Regions from separate parts of the Triticum aestivum genome. Here region 1 is linked to region 2. The links are chromatin contacts, called in public Hi-C maps. All regions are on one chromosome and are shown on one strand. The core of a region is the stretch at or near the end of the contact, and the rest is flanking DNA. Distances in the headings are between cores, read along the strand shown.

The links. Hi-C and Micro-C count contacts between places; a contact is called where the count stands out from the background.
Region 1: a Hi-C map of leaf shows a contact between it and region 2, with 5 times the contacts expected there. The contact joins the promoter of LOC123145223 here to the promoter of LOC123145220 in region 2. A contact is called at or near these places in 4 of 5 Hi-C or Micro-C datasets (leaf and an unstated tissue).

What each region holds. Positions count from the first base shown.
Region 1 is chr6D:379,034,656-379,037,512 of IWGSC CS RefSeq v2.1, forward strand. It overlaps LOC123145223 (protein RADIALIS-like 4), which reads left to right and starts at 1,589. Exons shown (of 2, transcript XM_044564597.1): 1 at 1,589-2,857.
Region 2 is chr6D:378,486,581-378,489,788 of IWGSC CS RefSeq v2.1, forward strand. It overlaps LOC123145220 (transcription factor bHLH137), which reads right to left and starts at 1,502. Exons shown (of 6, transcript XM_044564594.1): 1 at 1,004-1,502; 2 at 685-885; 3 at 462-596; 4 at 27-341. The coding sequence starts at 1,300.

The DNA of each region.
Region 1 (2,857 bases), core at 339-2,838, 550 kb after region 2:
CTTCCTGACCTCTTCTCAGTCTTTTTATCATGTCTTATCAAGGAATCATTCTTTAGCTCCTACGCCACACATCCATTATCAGGTACCTTTTCCTGTGAGATTCCCTACTTTTTAACAAGTTCACATGTTTTAGAATCCAACATCTCAGATGCTATATTTGATGATTGTTTTATTCTTATGACATCACCATCACTAGATCCATGTTTGTTTTTAGAGAAATCACCTATTACATTCTTTGGCGAGTGTCCGAAGATTAAGACATCGGCATATGCTCCCTCTGTTGGACTCTTAAAAATTGATCTTTGACCACAAATTTCTCATACAATACATTGCTCATAATTCCAAAATCATAATCACAGGAAAGTTATTTTTCAATACGAATTAAAGTCTAAATTCTGTGTGGCACAACTCACGTATTGTTGGACTAACAGCTGGTTAAAGATCAATTCTGCATGGTAAAAATACATCCTATATTTATCAACAGAGGGTATGCTATTCGGTCTGACAAGATTATAAGATATTTACATAAACCCTACCTTTTGCATTCCTAAGGGCATAGTTTGGACCTCTATCTTGATCCGTGGTCATTCCTGTGATGCGACACCTCCATTTATGCGACTGTGGAATTTGGTGCGCTTCAGCATAAACTTTGACTGTTTGTTTCTCCGTCCATCACATATCATGGCAGGCTGACAGGTGTAGTGAGTCGTAATTCTGTTGGTCAACATAAATTCCATTTAGATATAGATATAGATTCGAAGAATGTTATGATTCTCTCCCCCTTTCATAGAAAGGGAAAATAATTGAAGCAAATACCTTCCTTTGAAGACTGAAAAGAGGGTATCGAGGTAAGGGTGTGACATAATAAAGGTTCAAGTTGATATTTGGGTCTAATTTTGTTTAGTACCAAATTTAAATTCGTCGAGAAGAGATAGTAAAGAGGTGTATCCCACTTGGATGTGAATCCTAGCTACTAGCCTGGTGGGGGCCTTTTCCATCATCTCAAATCCACCTGTCCACACCTTGGGATGATGAGAACTCGAACCAAATCACATGAAAGATCCGCATACACACAAAAACCTTTAGCATTTGCTGACGTGACTTATGCATAGGCGCAGTGGTGTTCCGTACCTTCATGGGATAATCTACTTTTGAACCAGTTGACCTTTTCCTTCCTCATAAATCTCTCTTGTTAAAAGCTTCCAATGTCTGCCTTTGGAGGCTTGCGGCATCTTTCTAAATGTAAATAGCCAACAGAGAACATCAGAAGGCAAGAGAAAATTAATGCTTCTTCCAATGAATACTATTATAAGTAGTTAGTAGTTATCATTTTATTCTTACTATCTCTGTATGTTATTTTCTTAAGTTCAGTAGTAAGTGCTGGTTGACAGGCTATGTTCTGACACTTGTATGCCCAAGATTTGTGTCGAGTAAAGATTAGATGAAGCAACTTGGGGCAAGCTTAAAAAAGCCAGAAGCACCTTTTGAACTTCACTTTTCTGATACAAGTTTTGGAACAATGCAGGTCTGAGAATGTTATTCTAAATGTAATGAAGCTCAAGACGGCAAGGTAACTTAACTGCATCTTTCTACAAAACGGCAACCAAATGTTGGTAACCTTTCACAGAATAATCAAGTTTGTGCGTAAATTTGTTAAGAACTTCAGAGGCACAAGAATGGCTTATAGCTTTTTGGAAGTGATGATATGTGATTTATTATAAAATTTGGCAAGCTGTTGCACTAGAAATATTGTCAATTACTGTCATTTGCTTTTTAGTTCTTACTAACTTGGTTAGGGATATGCTCTGGTTTACGTAATTTTTCCCTTGAGTTAAAGTCATATACTATATTATATACTTAGGCATAGCTCTCTTTTCTGCATGAACATTTATATTTCGACTTGTTATGAAATAAGCTGGAAATTGACTGGCACTGCTTAAATTATCCAGAAGCATTCTATTCTTCTTAATTATACATGCAGCCCTGGTGCATGGTCTTGATTGTTCTACCGGAAACAACTATTAAGATTTAGGAGCTGAGTTGTTAAATCAAATTTTGATGTGAAATTCGTATAAAGCCAGTCACAATTTCTGTTAGGAGAATATTGACATGGTACTAACATACTTAATGGGTTTACTAGTTACCTGCAATATCAGCAGACACTTTAATTTTCAACTGTGGCATAGGTTTAGTTTTTAAGGAGCATAAAGAATTTGCTGTTCCATTATCCGAGAGGACTGGTACAAAATAAAGTTCCTGTACCAATGGCTGTTTGGATACTGTAGTAACTCCAACAATCCACCAACCAATCTCATGAATCCCAAATCTTTATTTTTTAACCGAAAACTGTAGGTGAGGCCCTGACAGTAATTTTTTATTGAAGGCGGCATGAAAAACACACGAAGGGGTAGTTAGAAGAAGAGGGGAGAATGTACAAAGGGAAGGGGAATATACAAGAGGGGACTATACAGAGAGCTATAAAAGGGTGTCAAGAATCCCAAATCTAATTATTCCACTTCATTATACACTAGATCTTGCCAATCTATTTTTATTGCATGAAACTTGTACTATTAAAGCAGCTGTTCTAATACAGTTTCTAGCAATGAGACGACTGTACAATATGTCCAGTTCTGCCATCATATTCTCAAAGTGGATAGGTACTAGGGACAGGTATTTCTTTGTGTTAAATTATTAGACCACAGACCACAGTTGAATAGTACATCCCATCTGCATGACATTCTTTTCTGTCCATCTGAAACCATATACCATCACTGATTAATCGAGTAGAAATATCATGGAAGAGTTAGGTGCTCCTATCCTTTTGACCTAATAATGGCTCCTTTTCCCTGTGTTACAG
Region 2 (3,208 bases), core at 252-2,751:
AGGACGGTTCATCTCCTGGGACATACGTCGAGGCATGATTCGACGGACGCGGCGGCTGACATCGACACCGGTGTGGCAGCCGCCGATGGGGGCGCGCTCTGCGCCGCCGGGTACGGGTTGTTGACGAGCATGTCCTGCCCGAACCCGGCAGCCGGTTGTTGCATCTGCTGCATGGTAGCGCTGCTCATCTGAAGGCAGGACGGGTCCAGCTGCCCCTGGTGCATCGGCAGCGTCGTCATGGAGGGGCCGCACGCCTGGTTCATCCGCCTGCCGCCGAAGAGGTCGTCGACGATGTTGAAGTTCACCACCGGGTTGGAGGCGGCGATCTTCATGGACAGGAACTGCGTGCGTGCAGCCATGTCCAACGGTAAGAAGCATGCAGCGTGATCTCCGATGAACGGACACCGAGAGAAATACAGTAGATTCAAGCTGGTTTGGTCTGGTTGATGCGTCGTGCGTACCTCGACCTGCTTCTGCAGGGACTGGACGTAGTTGATGATCTCGTCGAGCATGCCGGCCTTGCCGGTGACCTTGTCGCAGCCGGGCACCAGCTCCTGCAGGTACCTCATCCGCTCGCTGATCCGCTCCCGCCTCACCTGCATCATGCGCATCAGGATCAAATTGTGCACATATATACACAAGATTAATTGTTCTTTCTAGGAGACTAGGAGTATCAATACATACCCGTTCGGCGAGGCTGTGGCTGTCCGTGGCCTGCCCGCGGCGGGCTCGGACGTGGATGTAGTCGGTCTTCTGGCCGGCGGCCGCCGGCTCCGGCTTCTTCCTGGCGCACGCCTTGGCTTTCTCCGGCCTCCCTTTCGCCGCCGCTCCAGCCTCGTCAGGATCGCACAGCTGCTGCTTCCCTCTCGGCCTCTTGCAGTCGTCCTGGCAAAGCTTTTTTGTCAGTCAAAGACTGGCACACCAATAATAAGCAGAGCGCAGCTCGAGGCTCACGCAGAGACAGAGGCTCGCAGCGCATGTACAAGAACATCGTCCGACTCACCTTTGCGTCTACATACGCGTCAGGTTTTCTCTTAGTGGAGCCGCCGCCGCTGCTGGCGCTACCGCTGCAGGAGAAGGAGTTGCCGGCGCCGTTGCTGGTGCCCGGCGGCGGTGGCGCGCCGAAGGCCGCGTAGCACGCGCCGCTGAGGTCCGGCCACTCCTGCTGCTGCAGGTACCCGAACGCGCCGCACAATGCGCGGTACTTGTCGTCGTCGTCGAGCAGGCCCTGGAAATGGCTCTCCACGGATGACGCCTCCCGCGGCGCCGCCGGACCCGGACCGCCGCCGCAGTGCGCCATTAATCAGCGCCGCGCCAAGATCGATCGATTAAGTCGGGGCGAAGCTTTGGTTGATTCTTCTTGGTGCAGTGCAACTAACTACGGATCTTCGAAGACAAGCAACGAGGTGAGGCGAGGCGAGGCGAGGCGGCGTAGGGCTTGTGCCTGAAGCTTGCGTGTCCCTGTCTCCCTCCCCGGCCCTCTTTTGTGCTCCCCGGAATTTTTCCTAATCCATATATATAGAGGGAATGATAGGTGGCTGTGTAGGAAGTAATCGTACTTTTCCTGCGAGATTGGATTGGATTGGGCCCTTTCCTTTAGGTGTGATCATGTGAGGTAGGGCAGGGCTGGGTAAAGGAGGGCCGGGGCCCTGTGTTTCAGCTGGCAGATGCATGCAGTGCAGTGGCTAGCAAGTCCCGCTCAGGCCCCTCCATTTGTCTGCAAATTGGTAAGTGGCTCGTTCCCACATCTGCCTTAATTTGTAAGGCTGCTGCGCTGTCGACCGGTGAGGCTAGGAGACCGGTTATGATGTGTGAACGATAGCCATTGATCAGAAATGGGTATACGAAACTTTTTTTTTCTCGAGCAATCAATAGTAGCTTTGCCTCTTCATATAGAAGAAGAAAAATTGACAAGTTAACAAGAAAAACTGACCGAAAACCGATACAACCGTGTTACACAGAGACACACACCAGCCAAAGCTCCATGGTCTCGAAACGGCCGACTTTGGTTCAGCTCTCGGGGCGATGCTGCACCTCAAGCGAGCCGATGACCTTGTCACCCAAGAGACCATAGTCAACACCCTACAATACGACCCGGGTTGCCGCTCCAGGCCTCCAGCTTACAAACCTCAACAACACACACCGGCCCCGAGGTTGCATACCAGACGAGCCAACGATTCTGCAACCCATGTTACCAGAATCGACACCCTACAACACAGACGCTCTCCGAAGCCGTGGCGGTTCCGGCTTCCAAATTGGGCCCTAGGCCACGTACCCGATGAGTTGACATATCTGCCACCCAAGTGACCAAACTCCGACACCCAGGAACACAAATCCGCTCTCACAAGCCGCCACTCTGGCATCCACACCGACCCCGAGGCCGCACGCCTTCACATGAAAATATCTTGGTCTCCACGGTAAACAGGGGAAATCCGAGTCTCGATCTCAAACGGGATCTTGAATGAGAAGTACATCATGGTATTATTTCTCAGGTTTTCAATATAAGCTGGGAGGTAAGTCTATTGTCCGAAGAAATGATAGTGTGTTTCTCAGTATTAACATGACTTGCTAATAATATGTGCCTAAATCATTCACTTCCATAATTTTACCGTGGTTGTTGAATTGTGTTGTGATGCGCTGAACTTATCGTATAATTGACCTAGAAGCTATGATCACAAAATGAGGAGAAAAAAAAACAGGTAACCGAACGGTGAAATTAACAGAAACAGGCCGGGCATATGAGACTACCCAGTGAAAATGAACAGCTAAGAAATGAAGGACCCCTTTGTGCATGCAGTGAAACAAGAGGGCTGCTCTCTGAGTTTTGACGGAGGCTACAAAAGGACGACTGGCGCGGTGACAGCTGCTGCAATAACCGCATGGACAGCTCTATCCTCTCCTCTCTGCGTGCACTCACTCGCACACCGGCCCCCACCACCGCACATCCGCCACGTGTACACTGCATTAAGACGGCGAGATCGCCGGATTAATGATAACAACCCTTTGGCCATTACTGTCGGAAATTGTGCTTTGCGTTGTCGCTAATACGATGATCAGTATACGTGCACGTCGGCTTAATTCCTCTGGCACCATCAGTCCTCTTCTGATACCAGTACTGACGATGATGATGGATGAGACCTGCGACAGTGTAGTGATTTTTGTCGATTTTCGTGTACTTTAGTTCGTTGCTTTATATATAAATCGGGTC